Regions from separate parts of the Mus musculus genome. Here region 2 is linked to region 1. Evidence: chromatin contacts called from public promoter capture Hi-C data. All regions are on one chromosome and are shown on one strand. The core of a region is the stretch at or near the end of the contact, and the rest is flanking DNA. Distances in the headings are between cores, read along the strand shown. Region 1 holds the start of Atp6v0b (ATPase, H+ transporting, lysosomal V0 subunit B). Region 2 holds the start of Tmem125 (transmembrane protein 125).

The links. Promoter capture Hi-C pulls out the DNA fragments that hold promoters and counts their contacts.
Region 2: a contact with region 1 is called in a promoter capture Hi-C map of embryonic stem cells, with 2.4 times the contacts expected there. The contact joins the promoter of Tmem125 here to the promoter of Atp6v0b in region 1. A contact is called at or near these places in 2 of 39 promoter capture datasets (embryonic stem cells and liver), 1 of 115 datasets of contacts at active chromatin or transcription factors (embryonic stem cells) and 1 of 9 other capture datasets (embryonic stem cells).

Annotation. Positions count from the first base shown.
Region 1 is chr4:117,884,683-117,892,318 of GRCm38.p6, reverse strand. Atp6v0b (ATPase, H+ transporting, lysosomal V0 subunit B) reads left to right here and starts at 4,990. Exons shown (of 8, transcript NM_033617.3): 1 at 4,990-5,149; 2 at 5,681-5,729; 3 at 5,960-6,043; 4 at 6,174-6,251; 5 at 6,446-6,515; 6 at 6,639-6,690; 7 at 7,025-7,215. The coding sequence starts at 5,083. Gm12841 (predicted gene 12841) reads right to left here. Exons shown (of 4, transcript NR_168719.1): 2 at 6,431-6,566; 3 at 4,851-5,013; 4 at 4,028-4,232. Dph2 (DPH2 homolog) reads left to right here and starts at 316. Exons shown (of 6, transcript NM_026344.3): 1 at 316-609; 2 at 892-1,004; 3 at 1,201-1,424; 4 at 1,618-2,301; 5 at 2,388-2,564; 6 at 2,643-3,676. The coding sequence starts at 463. The coding sequence ends at 2,767.
Region 2 is chr4:118,540,783-118,548,418 of GRCm38.p6, reverse strand. Tmem125 (transmembrane protein 125) reads left to right here and starts at 4,693. Exons shown (of 4, transcript NM_172383.3): 1 at 4,693-4,819; 2 at 4,920-5,063; 3 at 5,659-5,818; 4 at 6,048-7,478. The coding sequence starts at 6,187. The coding sequence ends at 6,837. It overlaps Gm40237 (a long non-coding RNA gene), which reads right to left and starts at 1,280. Exons shown (of 3, transcript XR_001784414.1): 1 at 1,265-1,280; 2 at 264-735; 3 at 163-175.

The DNA.
Region 1 (7,636 bases), core at 3,741-6,240:
GGATTAGGGAGCTTGCAGCCAACCCTGAAGAACTGAGCTGTATAAGGACCCTTGCTCTCACTGTATGTATATACGTGCACACGCGCGCGCGTTTAAATATGATCAGCAGATAGCGCCTGCTCACACTGAATTAGTGACTTAGAAATTAGAGGGCACCGGCAGGCTGGCCTTAGGGTATCCGGGAAGAAGCTTTAGCCAGTGGAACCACAACACCCACAAGGCTTTGCGGCACTTCCGATTGGTCCTGAGTGAGAGGCTAGTGATTGGTTCTCTGTGGGAAGTCCTTGAACCCGGAAGTAATCTCCGTAGGTCCATGTGTAGTGGAGAGCCGGGAATTTGGAAGCGTACGGTTTGGATCCTAGGACCCGAGGACAGGTTGGTCCGGATCCACAAACAGAGCTGCTGTGACCTCGAGGACTTTTGAGGGTGCAGCTGCATCTCACCCCACCCAAGCTGCGCCCAATGGAGTCTACGTTCAGCAGCCCTGCGGAGGCAGCCCTGCAACGGGAGGCGGGCGTTCCAGGACAGTTCACTCCTCCTGAAGACCTGGACCGCGTGTATGAGCTGGAGCGAGTTACGAAATTTGTCTGCGATTTAGGTTGTCAGCGGGTGAGGTCTGGTTCAGAGAAGGGGGCGCGAAAAGGGGGCGCGGGGCGCGGGCTCTCCTCTGGGTATGGGTTGCGGAGATTGGGACTTTGGGTCGGGATCCGCCCGTATCGCACGGATTACCCACAACTCTGTGGGGCTGGCTGCCTCCTTAGAAGTAGGGGCTTGGGATGTTTAGTGGGTTTTTTTGTTTGTTTGTTTGTTTTTTTGTTTGTTTTTTGTTTTTTTGCAGAGGCTGTTGGTGGAGGAGTGAGGTTGTCGCTGACTTGTGGCTTGTATTTACAGGTGACTTTGCAGTTCCCTGACCAGTTACTAGGAGATGCGGGAGCGGTGGCTGCCCGGCTGGAGGAAGTCACAGGAGCTAAGATGTTCATTTTAGGGGACACAGCTTATGGCAGGTATGGGGTTTCCCAGCCCACAGTGTCTGCCTCCAGTGACCGTGTTTGCACGATGAGAAGCTCCTGATGCCAGCTTCCCTCAGTCACAGTGAATTCCTAGCTTGGTGCCATTTTCTCCACTGGCCACATTTCCCATTGATGACAACTCTTCTCTCCAGGTAGGGAACACCTCTCACCAATGCTCTCTCCCCTGCAGCTGCTGTGTGGATGTGCTGGGCGCCGAGCAGGCTGGAGCTCAAGCCCTTGTGCACTTCGGTCCTGCCTGCTTAAGCCCCCCAGCCTCGCAGCTGCCCATCACCTTTGTCCTTGGTCAGCGACCCGTTGCTTTAGAGCTCTGTGCAAAGGCCTTTGAAGCCCAGAACCCAGATCCGACAGCCCCGGTGGTACTGCTGAGTGAGCCAGCTTGTGCCCATGCCCTAGGTGAGAAATTATACCTGTGAGGGAAAGAAGGGTGGGTCCACAGCTTCATGCCTTAATTCCTCCTATTTAAGCACACTTACCTAGAGCTCTTGGCCTCAGTTGGCCTGGCTTGTCCTTTAGGGTCACATTGAGGCATCTGGGGATGAGACATCTCTTACTTTGCCAGACTTCAACTCTGATGCACCTCTTTCAGAGCCTTTGGCCATGCTCCTGCTCCCAAAGTACCAAGATCTGCTCATCTCCCGCCCAGCTCTTCCCCTGCCAGTGGGATCCCCGAGCTCACAGCCTGAGTCCCTGGAGCGTTTTGGGCGCTGCTTCCCCCTGAATCCAGGGAGACGTCTGGAAGAATATGGTGCCTTCTATGTAGGGGCTTCTCAAGCAAGCTCGGACTCCAGCCTTGATCCCGACCTGAGCAGACTGCTCTTGGGTTGGACACCAGGGCGGCCCTTCTTTTCCTGTTGTCCAGATACAGGACAGACACAAGACCAGGGTGCCAAGGCTGGGAGACTAAGAGCACGAAGACTGTATCTCATAGAGAGGGCCAGAGATGCCCGTGTGGTTGGGCTGCTGGCAGGCACATTAGGTGTGGCTCGACACCGTGAGGCACTGGCACACTTGCGGAAACTGACGGAAGCTGCTGGAAAACGTAGCTATGTGTTAGCCGTGGGGAAGCCCACACCCGCCAAGCTTGCCAACTTCCCTGAGATGGACGTCTTTGTGCTGTTAGCCTGTCCCCTGGGGGCACTAGCCCCCCAGCCTTCGGGTGGCTTCTTTCGGCCTGTATTGACGCCATGTGAATTGGAGGCTGCCTGCAACCCTGCCTGGCCCCCGCCAGGCCTGGCTCCCCACCTCACACATTATGCAGAGCTGTTGCCTGGTGAGTGGCAAGGCCGCATCTGGGTTTGAAAGTTGGGGTTGGAGTTGAAAAAACCGGGATAGCTTTCTTTTCTCCTTCTACGTCAGGTTCTCCCTTCCATGTGCCACTCCCTCCACCTGAGTCAGAGTTGTGGGATACCCCAGATGTGTCACTCATTTCTGGGGAGCTCCGACCACCACCTCCTTGGAAGTCATCAGATGACACTAGATGTTCGGCCTTAATTCCGAGGCCCCAACTGGAGCTGGCGGAGAGCAGCCCTGCAGGTAAACATGCAAGCAGCTGCCCCCGCTAGAGTTTTGCCCAGGTCCAGCCCACACAGCTTATCTTCTTTCCCTCTGCAGCTTCATTCCTTAGTTCTCGGAACTGGCAGGGGCTGGAGCCACGCTTGGGCCAGACACCAGTGAAAGAAGCCGTCAGAGGAAGACGAGGTATCGCCATCGCCTACGAGGATGAGGGGAGCAGCTGATACCTTGGGAGGCCAGAGCCAGAGTGATAAGTCTGCCGGGACCTGTTCTCCCTGACCAACGTCTCGTCCTGTCACAGGGACACTTGATGCCTAGACACAGGGAGTGTAGGTAGCTCTCTCTGTGGAGCTGTCCAGCTTATAGCCTGTGCAGGGAGGGGTCCCAGGGCTCATCCCAGTTCCTGGTGTGCAGGAGTTCTGCCCTTGGTCAGGGGCAGAAGTTGGATGATCCAGACCAGAGTTCTTCCACCTCCCTCAGCACTGTTGACAGTTTGGGCAGAGTAATTCTTTAATGCAGAGGCTACTCTATATAGAGAAGGATGTATAGGTTCAGCTGACAGAAACAGAAACACCTCCCTTCCTCCCCAACTGAGCTAGGATAACCCAGATTATCTCTACAGGTTGGCAGATGTCATGTAACTACTCCTCATTGAGAGCCTCTGGTCTAAACCTGCACTGTCCAAGACAATATTCACTGGACACATGACTTTTGCCATTTAAAGTGGATGAAAAAGTATTTGTCCATTACACTAATTACATTTCAAGCACTTATGTGGCTGCTTTCAGGACTTTGTTGGGCTACATTGACTTAGTTAGACTTGTTTCTTGGGGACAACAAAGACACTGAAATAAACGGAATACTTTTTCTCCTGTTTCTCTTTATTCACTAAAGCTCTGTTCTACACAGATCCTGTGGGTGGATATGTGAGTTATATTTAACCAGATTACTGTCCTCAAAATGTGCTTGGGAGGAAATAATAACCCCACGAAATATAATTGTGTGAAGGGAGCCCCAGGTGCAGCTGGCTCTCATAGCAGGCTCCTGAAGGGGACTCAAGAGGCAACCCAGACAGAGGAGTCTTAAGCTGGATCTTATAGAGAAAAAATATTCAGAATAAACAGAGTGAAACGAACATTTGGGCCTAAACAAAGACTCAGTCAACATGGTGGGTGCTTCAATCAAAGTAGAGTTGTTGGGGTATATCTTGATAGAGTGCTTGTCCTTGGTAGAGAGTTGGTTTTATGGGCCGGGCAGTGGTGGTGCACGCCTTTAATCTCAGCACTTGGGAGGCAGAGGCAGGCACATTTCTGAGTTCGAGGCCAACCTGGTCTACAAAGTGAGTTCCAGGACAGCTAGGGCTATACAGAGAAATCCTGTCTCAAAAAACAAAACAAAAACCAGAGAGTTGGTCCTAGGGTTTCCCAGTGTGTGTGTGTGTTTGTGTATTGGATCCCAGAAGAAAACAAAATTTACTTATTGTCCACATTAGCAAAAGAATCTTATATTGGCACCATCCAGATCATGTAGTACACAGGCTAATGGTAAAGGCAGAGCTGTAACTGACATGGGGACTGGGTTAAAATGAGCATCCATCATGTATTCTGTGTGCATGTTATGAGAACTCCCCTGTATGTCAGGCGCTAGAAACAGTAGTGAGTCCAACATGAACCATGGTGCTTCGGCCCCCTAGGGAGAGTGGTCAGAAACAAAATGTACTATATCAACCAGAGATAAGAACCAGAGGAAAATTATATCAAGGGATAACAATTATGGGAAAACACAAATCTGGAAAAGAAAGGGGACTGGTTAAAGGGAGATTGGGGTTGGAATATTAAACAGAATGGGTAAGGAAGGGCTTGAAGGAGAGCAAAGTCTGGAAGCAAGAGAGAGGGGCAGATGCAAGGGCGGGCTGCGTCTGATAGGGTGGGTAGTCTATTAGGGACCTGGAGCTTAGCTCTGTTACAGTGCCTGCTTTGCATACTTTAGGATCCTATGGATCATTCTGTCGCGAGTGAAATAGGATCCACAGGGAATTTGAACAGGAGAATGGCATGGCCTTATAAGATCACCTGGACATCGTGGGCGTTCGCGTCTGGCATTCCACCCTACCTCTGGGTTGGAAAAGACAACCTAGAATGACCTCCGATGAACAGCAGGCATTAGCTAGGCACCGCGAAATCCTGCTTCAAGCAGAAGGAACTAGGCAGGACTAGAACAGACCGGAAGGATCTGCAGTGATTGGTGAGTAAACTGGGAGTCCGGTGGGAAGTTAGGGAACCAGCAGCGCAGGTGGAGAGCCAGTACCTGTCACGGAGAACGTCCGACGAAACTACAACCACCACAGTGCTCCGCGGCATGACGTCTACCAGGGCCCGGCCTCAGGCAGCCAGCCACTGTGCGCGGGGGTCACGTGGGGTCGGCGCATCACGTGCGCCGGTCAGGTGGCGCTGCGGGGCGGGCCGACAGACTGCGGGGCGGACGGTGGACGCGGTTTAGCTCAGGTCCCACCGATCCGACCCCTGCCGTCGCCGCTGCCATGACGGGGCTGGAGTTGCTCTACCTCGGGATCTTTGTGGCCTTCTGGGCCTGCATGGTCGTTGTGGGTGAGCGGGGCCCAGGCGGCCCAAGGTGGCCTGCTGGTTGGGGCGGGGGGCAGGTGGCAGCCGGAGCCGGCCCCGCGCGGTGCCCTCCCGCGACGGAGGAGGCCGGCCCTGGGCTGCGAGAGTCACACCGGCTATTCCAGGGTCGCGACGCCAGGTTCCTGACCTCCTCTCCGCGAGCCGCATATTTGGGCGCCCCGCTTCCCCTTTTTCCTCCTTGCCCTCCCCCACCCATTCACAGCTTGTTGGGTAAACAGCGATTGGGCCGGCAGGATCTGGCGCGGCCTGGACGCAGCGCCCGTTCCCTCCGGCCCGTGAAGGGGCTTGGTGTCATTAAGACGGGTTACCTAGGGAGTGGCCGAAAAAAAAAAAAAAATGGAGGCCTGGGTGGAGGTGCTGTTTCGCTCCGGGACTCTTCGCTTGTCTAGATGTAGGTGGCTGACAGTTTGACAGTTGGGCAGTTTTTTTTTTTTCCTAGGTTGGGGACTGTGTCTCGAAAGAGCAACCCTTTAACTCCTTTCCTCATTGCTTCAGGAATCTGCTACACCATCTTTGACCTGGGCTTTCGCTTTGATGTGGCATGGTAAGGGAGGGCATGGAGAGGATTCTCCTAGGAGCCTCTTCTCCCTGCTTTGGTCTGAGCCCCAGCCCAGCTCTTCAGACACACGGACCTTTGGGAAATAGAAAATCTAGAGATGCAACGTCTGGGACTGGTGGGCTGGAGCTGGGTGGACACTGAGTTTTGTGTGGCCTCCCCACTCCTGCCCTTTCCTGTCCATAGCTCAATAGCTTTCTTCCCTGTTTCCACACCAGGTTCCTGACGGAAACTTCCCCCTTCATGTGGTCGAATCTGGGCATTGGCCTAGCAATTTCTCTGTCTGTGGTTGGAGCAGCCTGGTGAGTGTTGGAGTGGCGGGACGAGTGGGAGGTGCCAAGTCGTGGCAGGTGGAATCATCACTGGGTTCTTAATCATCCTGGGGACAGCAACTCCTTGGGCTCCTTTAATCAGTTTCTTACCCTTCACCAGGGGAATCTATATAACCGGCTCATCCATTATTGGGGGTGGGGTGAAAGCCCCCAGAATCAAAACCAAGAACTTGGTTAGGTAAGTGTAAAGGCTTCTGCATGTCAAAACTAGCTGCGATGGGGGTCGGGTGACATGCTGGCTTGTGACCCGTCTCATCGTAGCGTGTATGTGAGTCAGGGAAAGTTGGCTGGGGATTTTCTGCAGAAATGGCTGATTTCCTTCTTAAAGAGTTTCCCTCCCCCTCCCCCACCATTTACCATCACTGTTGCCAGTATTATCTTCTGTGAAGCGGTGGCCATCTATGGCATCATCATGGCAATTGTCATCAGCAACATGGCTGAGGTAAGGGAAAACCAGCGGGGACGGGTATCCATTGAAATGCCTATGCTTTCCCTAAAGATCGGAGGGAAGAAAAGGTAGGTGCATTAAGGAATGCCTTCTGAGGACTTATTCTGCCCCTCACAGCCTTTCAGTGCTACGGAGCCCAAGGCCATTGGCCATCGAAACTACCATGCAGGTAAGTGGGTAACATAGAGCTCACTCGGCATGGTGCTCTGGGCCTTTAACCCCAGTCCTGGGACGGGGGTAGCACCAAGTGAGTTAAGAGGCCAGCCAGCACTACATAATGACATAGTGAGACAGACACCCTACCACACATACACGCCTGGGCCTTACACACTTGCTTCTACCACACGTACACACCTGGGCCTTACACACTTACTCCTGCTTCCTGGCTCCATAGCTGAGAGTCTCAGCTCTGCAGAGTTGGGGTGGGACTGGCCCTGCTAGCCCACACTGGACCATTCCTCTCCTGCTTGCCTCCACCTCACGAGCTACTTCTTATCCTCCAGGTTACTCCATGTTTGGGGCTGGCCTCACAGTCGGTCTGTCCAACCTGTTCTGTGGAGTCTGCGTGGGCATCGTGGGCAGTGGGGCCGCCCTGGCGGATGCACAGAACCCCAGCCTCTTTGTAAAAATTCTCATCGTGGAGATCTTTGGCAGTGCCATTGGCCTCTTTGGGGTCATTGTTGCAATCCTTCAGGTGCGAGTCCCCCTAGAGAGGAACAGAAGTGCCTCCCTTTTTTCCCCTTCCCATCTCTTGGTCCCCCTTTGTCTCCTGCTCTAGATGCACGCATCTTTCCTAAGTCTCTCCATTAGCATCTCTTTCCTCGGCTGCCTCTGAAAATGTCTTTGTGGAGTTTCTGTCTCTCAGGGTCTGTGTTCTGTATGTATGACACACTTGTCAGTAGACTAGCATGTCTAAATTCATATTTTCCAGTGTGTGAGTTTGTGACTTGGGTGCTTGACTGGGCTGACTCTTGGCGACACTAACACTGTCCATGGGACTTGTCTTCTCTGTTGTACAGCTGAGCTCCTTTGTTACTGTCCATGTCTGTTTGTCTGTCATAGTGTGTCTGTCCGTCTGTCCACCCACTGGCCTGCTGGTTCTGGTCTTGTCACTG
Region 2 (7,636 bases), core at 3,444-5,943, 660 kb before region 1:
TACACCTTCTCCTGCACGCCCACTGCCACCTCTACCTCCTGACCTACAGCTTCTCCTGCACGCCCACTGCCACCTCTACCCCCTGACCTACAGCTTCTCCTGCACGCCCACTGCCACCTCTACCCCCTGACCTACAGCTTCTCCTGCACGCCCACTGCCACCTCTCCACTCTGACCTACAGCTTCTCCTGCACGCCCACTGCCACCTCTACCCCCCGACCTACAGCTTCTATTGCACGCCCACTGCCACCTCTACCCCCTGACCTACAGGTTCTCCTGCACGCCCACTGCCACCTCTACCCCCCGACCTACAGCTTCTCCTGCACGCCCACTGCCACCTCTACCTCTCCGACCTACAGCTTCTCCTGCACGCCCACTGCCACCTCTACCCCCTGACCTACAGCTTCTCCTGCACGCCCACTGCCACCTCTACCTCCCGACCTACAGCTTCTCCTGCACGCCCACTGCCACCTCTACCCCCCGACCTACAGCTTCTCCTGCACGCCCACTGCCACCTCTACCCCCCGACCTACAGCTTCTCCTGCACGCCCACTGCCACCTCTACCTCTCCGACCTACAGCTTCTCCTGCACGCCCACTGCCAACTCTACCTCCTGACCTACAGCTTCTCCTGCACGCCCACTGCCACCTCTACCTCCTGACCTACAGCTTCTCCTGCACGCCCACTGCCACCTCTACCTCCTGACCTACAGCTTCTCCTGCACGCCCACTGCCACCTATCCACTCTGACCTACAGCTTCTCCTGCACGCCCACTGCCACCTCTACCCCCTGACCTACAGCTTCTCCTGCACGCCCACTGCCACCTCTACCTCTCCGACCTACAGCTTCTCCTGCACGCCCACTGCCAACTCTACCTCCTGACCTACAGCTTCTCCTGCACGCCCACTGCCACCTCTACCTCCTGACCTACAGCTTCTCCTGCACGCCCACTGCCACCTCTACCCCCTGACCTACAGCTTCTCCTGCACGCCCACTGCCACCTCTACCTCCTGACCTACAGCTTCTCCTGCACGCCCACTGCCACCTCTACCCCCTGACCTACAGCTTCTCCTGCACGCCCACTGCCACCTCTACCTCCCGACCTACAGCTTCTCCTGCACGCCCACTGCCACCTCTACCCCCTGACCTACAGCTTCTCCTGCACGCCCACTGCCACCTCTACCTCCCGACCTACAGCTTCTCCTGCACGCCCACTGCCACTTCTACCTTCCGACCTACAGCTTCTCCTGCACGCCCACTGCCACCTCTACCTCCCGACCTCAGCTTCTCCTGCACGCCCACTGCCACCTCTACCTCCTGACCTACAGCTTCTCCTGCACGCCCACTGCCACCTCTACCTCCTGAGCCTCCATTTCTGTCCCTGCTTTAGGGACAGATTCAACACTTTGAGCCACTAACTTGCCCAGCCCCAGCCAGTATTCAAACTGATGAAGCCTTAGGCTCTGCTTCTCCCTCTATAGACTCCAAAGGGAAAGAGTAGAGAAAGGGGATGTTCGGGGTTCCCGGCACCAGCTTTTGTCTAGGACAGCTGAACATTAGGTTAGCAGGAGACTAGAGTTTCCTAAGGACCAGGCTATTAGAAGAGTTCAGATCGAATCCAGGCTGGCAAGCTCTGGCAGACCTTGGCTCTCCCAGGCCTGTTTCTTATAAAGGGGGCACGTTCATAATGCTTTGCAGAATGGCAGGATTAATACCCACTATGTCATCCAATGTCCCCTGCTCTGCACCAGTCAAGCAGCCCTAAAGTTTTCTTCAGGGAAAAGCTAGCCAGAGCTGTACTCCCCAGTAAGGTGACAGCCACAGGCAAAGGTGGCTACTGGGTACTCAATGTGTAGCTAATTTGAACTGAGATACAGTTTGTATGTATAAGAAAAGACTTTCAGGGGCTGGTGAGATGGCTCAGTGGGTAAGAGCACCCGACTGCTCTTCCGAAGGTCCAGAGTTCAAATCCCAGCAACCACATGGTGGCTTACAACCATCCGTGACAAGATCTGACGCCCTCTTCTGGTGTGTCTGAAGACAGCTACAGTGTACTTACATATAATAATAAATAAATCTAAAAAAAAAAAAAAAAAAGAAAAGAAAAGACTTTCAAAGAGCCCATTAATACCTTCTATAGTAAAATATATTTTACAATTCCAATACATACAGTTTTGCAGCTCTGGGGATTGAACCAGGGGGCGAGCAACCACTGGGCTGCATCCATAGCCCAGCAAACACATTCATTTTACTGTGTTGGTTTTACTGTTCTTTTGAAACAGGCTATTAGAAAGGCTTAAGTTACATAAATAAGAGGGGCTCCCAGAAACTGAAGTGACAGTCAGGAAGCCTGTCTGGGTCTGACCTAGGTCCTCTGTACATACATTATAGTTGCATAGCTCAGTGCTCTTGTGGGACTCCGCACAGGGGGAATGCGACATCCCTGACTCTTTTGCCCGCTCTTGGGACCCTTTTCCTCCTAGTGGGTTACCTCATCCAGCCTGGATATGAGGACTTGTGGCTAGTCTTCTTGTAACTTCATGCCATGTTCGATTGAAATCCCTGGGAGGGAGGCCTGCTCTTTTCTTTTCCTTTCTTTTCTTTCTCCTCCTCCTTTTTTGGGGGGGGTGGGGGGTTCGAGACAGGGTTTCTCTGTGTAGCCCTGGCTGTCCTGAAACTCACTCTGTAGACCAGGCTGGCCTCAAACTCAGAAATCCGCCTGCCTCTGCCTCCGGAGTGCTGTGATTAAAGGTGTGCGCCACCACCGCCCGGCTCTCCTCCTCCTTCTTGCTTTTTTGGAGAGAATGAGAGAGGAGTGGATCTGAGGGAGCGAGAGGGAGAGTCTCTGAGAGGAGGAGAGGAGAGGAAACTGGAGTTGAATTTGGATGTAATATGTGAGAGAAATGTAAAACAAATACATAACTAAGCTGACACTTAGACATACAGACCACGCTGCTCTGGACTTAGGAGGCTCCCTGTCTTCTGCAGCGAACAAAGCAAAGAGGAAGCCAGGCCAGGCACAGTTACCCTGTGCCCTGATCTGGGGAAGATTGACTTGGATTTCATTCTGTTGTTTGGGATTTTTGGTGGTGCTGCTGCTGCTGCTGCTGCTGGTAGTGGTTTGTTTAGTTTTTTAAATACACATCAAATGCAGAGAGAAGAACATACTAACATATAGTTTACAGAAGGGGTAGGACAGAAGATGTGGGACAAACTGTACATTCTCCAACCAGTCACCCTCTGCCCACTTGGGGCATGGTGTCTAGGACCCAGACTTGCTGATTAGAAGCAGAGCCCTGAACCATATCCCGGTTCCACCTTGAACACCCCTGTGGACACCCAGCATTGTCCAAATGCATCCCTGAGGCCCTCCAGGACCACACAGCCTGGGCCCAACTTGTCCTTCTGGTTTCATCCCAAAAGCTCAAAGGTCAAAATAGTCACACCGTCAGTCAGTTCACACTTTTATTTAGCCAGCCACTCAACAAACATTTATCGATTACCCTACGCGTACAGGCTACCGCTGGCTGCTGAGGTCATGGTGGTTAGTAAACTAGTACTTATCCCTGCAGTGGCTGGGGATACACCTCTGGGTCAGGGGTGAAAGCTAACTAACTAAAGATCTGTTGCGAATGAATATGGAAGAAACACGGGTCGTGAGTGCAGTCGGATCAGCCAGATCAGCCAAGGCATTTCAGCTCAATGATTCAAGTTGGCCAGACTCGGCCAGAGAGAGGCCGGAGGTAGGTGGGGGACAGTCCAGCTGAAGGGCAAGGGCTTCTTTTGCCTTGTCAAGAGTTGTGAAACTTATCCAACTGTCCAGCTCCAGCTGTCTACCTGAAAGGCCTCTACCCACTCATGGGGCAGGCTAATCCTGCCACTCACTTGAGGCCTCAAGGAAAATAAACAAAGGGCTTATTGGGGGAAAGCCTAAGACAGAGCTGGAGCTAGGTTTGGGGTATCGCTGATGCTGGACGCTGGGGCTGAGGATACAGTGGGATTCAGAACTAAAGTCCAGAATCAGCTGGAATGAGGAGGTTTCAGGCCAGTTGGAACCTCCTACTGGCTCTCCTCCTGCCTCAGCCTCTCAGGGTGCAAAGATTGCAGGCCTGGCTGTAGATCTTCGGGGAGGGGCTGAAGGTAAAATTAAGTTGGAGTTGTGGGGTGGGCTAGGGCTCAGACTGGGGCAGAGGGCCAGCATTCTTTCCTCCTGCTGACCCAATCTGCATATTGTGTTTCAGACCTACCAGCAGCGGACAGAAGCCCCTCCCTTCCCAGGAATGTCTCAGCCCCACTGAAGTCGCAGGGCCACGTCAGCCAATTGGCTCAGGCCCTGCCCTGGAAACAGCACCTGTTAATCCCCCCCTCCTTCCAGCTCACCTGGGTGCAGGTTAGGCAGGTGAAGCGTCTCCCCGGAAACAGACCTAGAGCGCCCAACCTGCTGGGTCCTGCCTGCTCAAATCGGATTCAGCACAGCCAGGCGTCCCGTGAGTGCCCCATACGCCCCACCCCCACCTTTTTCACGGGTTCTACTACCGGGAACCTCCACCCACGCTGGGGTCGTTCCCCAATAGACGGTGTCAGCACCTTCAGATGAGCAAGCCACAGTCCTGAGGAATGCTGGGACAGACTCCGCCCACGGTCCCTCCCCCAACCACCCTTGGGGCGTGGGCATTTACCCCACCCACCTTGCGTGCCAGGCAACCTCTCTGCAAAGGGCAGAGCGGTCCCCTACTCTGTCTCGTTGGAGTAAAAACGTGGTCTCGGCAGTGTGGTCCATGTGGGTTCTGATTCACCCCGAGTCTCTCTGGCTCAAAAAAGTATGTTTTGAGCTCCTTTGCCCCGTGGGAAGTCTAAAAGGAGTATGTTAGATGACTTCTCCCACTCCTCAGAATTAACTTCTCTGTCCTCACTTTTCAGAAAAAGCCTCTAAGAGGTGAGCTGGGGCTTCCCTGCCCCACTCCCGTCCCTCCTGGACTCGCAGCTGACACCTACAGGATCGGTCTCTCCTGCTGCCGGAAGTTGGGTTCCTTGCCGGCAGTGCTAGCTTTATTTTTACCTGATGTGAGTCATGCCGCCTGTCTTGTAGGGAACAGGTTAAATGAGTAACACTGTTAGATCCCTCCCCACATTCCCACGATGGGAAGGACTAGGCTGCGGTTCAAATCCTGAGTCCTCCTTTTGCTGCCTTAGAGAACACGTGGAGCCGTTTAGCAGGGGATGGACCCGTGGGGAGCAGGCAGGTTCTGGATGAGCGCCGAGAACAGGACTGGATAGAGATATGTTTAGAGGCAAGAGACAGCCCCTGGGGCCATGGATTGGCAAAAGCAGAAGGCGCTGAGGAGCCCCCGGAGTGGGCCGAGAGGGAGGGTGGGTGGTAACAGCATCTTGAGAAAGGAACACAGGAGGAACAGGTTCAGGGTAAGATGAGGAATTTGGGTTGGGCCCTGTTGCATCAGAGACGACCAGCACTGGAAGGAGAGACTTGGAGCATGCGTCTTCTTTTGCCTGACGGAGATAGGGTGGAACTAGAGGAAGAACGGTGTTAGGGGTCAGATCCTGACCCACAGAGAAGGAAGGGTACAGCCCTATGAGAGAAGGGTCAGGCTCAGCCTGCTGGTTCCAGAAGGGTTAAGTCACCAGCCTCCCTTTCCCATAGCTTCCCCCACCCAGGACCCAGCAGTGACAGCTGAGGCCATGTGAGTCTGATCCTGAATGAGGCATTATCTCTGACAGTTTGTCCTGTCATCCACTGTGGCACCACCAGCTTCCTCCGACAGCCTGGATGGAACAGGCCACCGAGACAGCCTGTGTGAGAGGTCAGGAGCTGGGCAAGGGGATTCTCTGAAGGGGAAGGGGAGCTCTGTGGTGGAGGGAACTCTGTTGGGGTCAGGGGAGGTGCTTTGGCAAGGTGCAGTGCTAGGGTTGTAGCTCTTGGGAATAGGTCCTGAGGACCCCGGGGAAGATTCTTGGGGCCCTTCCCTGAGACTCCCAGATGAGGCTATAGGGCCAGATGGGTGGGAAATAACTTGTGATCCTGTCCTGCAGGTGAGGGTAACCATAGCCTGGACTAAGAAGAGGAGACTGGGCTTCTCGCTGGCAACCAGGTGATGGGGACACAGGGTCACGACAAACACCCTCTGAACCCTGACAGTGATCCTCTGTCCTGACCCTGCCTGACCAAGCCATGTCCCAGCAAGCCTCAGTGGGCAGGGGGCTGCCCCCAGATGTGCTGGCAGAGCAGGTGGAGCTATGGTGGTCCCAGCAGCCCCGTCGCTCCTTGCTCTGTTTCTCCGTGGCCGTGATCCTTGTGGCTGGCTGTGGGGCCGGTGGTGTGGCGCTGCTGTCCTCCACCAGCAGCCGATCCGGCGAATGGCGACTAGCCGTGGGCACTGTGCTCTGTCTGCTGGCCCTGCTGGTTCTGGTGAAGCAGCTGATGAGCTCTGCCGTGCAGGATATGAACTGCATACGCCAGGCCCAGCACGTGGCCTTGCTGCGCAGCGGCGGAGGCGCCGACGCTGTTGTAGTGTTGCTCAGTGGCTTTGTGCTGCTGGTCACTGGCCTGACCCTGGCTGGGCTGGCTGCTGCCCCGGCCCCGGCACGGCCACTGGCTGCCATGCTGTCTGTGGGCATTACCTTGGCTTCCTTGGGCTCAGTCTTGCTGCTGGGGTTGCTACTGTACCAGGTGGGTGTGAGTGGACACTGCCCTCCGATCTGTACAGAGGCATTCTCCGCCCAAAATGGCCACGGTGATAACAGTAGCATCTTTAGCATCTCAGGACAGTTGTCTTCTGGCCAGCGTCATGAGACCACCTCCAGCATTGCCAGCCTCATCTGACAGAGATGGAGCCCTTCTTCCCATGCCCTGCCTCAGTATCCCCAGAACTTGTGGCAGACATTCACAGGTGCACGCATATATGTGTGTCGCCCCCACCCCCGCCATGGCATTTCATGATATGTGATTAGGAGCTCGTGTGCACCCTCATATCCATTCCATGAGAAGGTGAGGGATACCTCCTTGGGGCTGTTTGTATCATGGACTGTCATGCTCTATGCCTGGTCCTGGGGTCTCTAGAGGATACTCATCTGGAGTCTCTGAAGACTTGACCCATATTTCCAAGACCCTACAACTCCAGCCTTGCCCTATGACATCATCAAGGATCTCCACAGAGGTGACTGTTGCCTATCCACAACGACACTAGTGATCACTCTTCAGAGAGTGACTCTCGGGAAAACTGAGAGAAATGGCTTCCGGATGAGATGGACCTGACTGGGGAAACACCTTTGAGCTTGTAACCTAGCAGCTGGGGCCAGTGAGAGGTGACTCAGACACTCCTGCCTCAGTTTCTTAGAACAGTGTTGCTATTGATGCTTAAGAATAATTGCCTCTTGGGCAAGATGATTGGGCTCCTGGCAAATGTTCAATTAAAAAGTGACTATAGTGAAAATGAAATAAATTATGGGGGAAAGGTGGCTGTAGTTCTGTCTGCACCATGGCATCTCACCTCAGAGAGAGACCCTTACGCCCGACCCCACAGCCCACTCATCCCAGGCTATAGAGCCCCAGACCTGGGGTTTCTCTTCTCATGAGAAAAGGGGGAAGGGTCAAGAGGACTCTACAGGTTTGGAAAGAAACC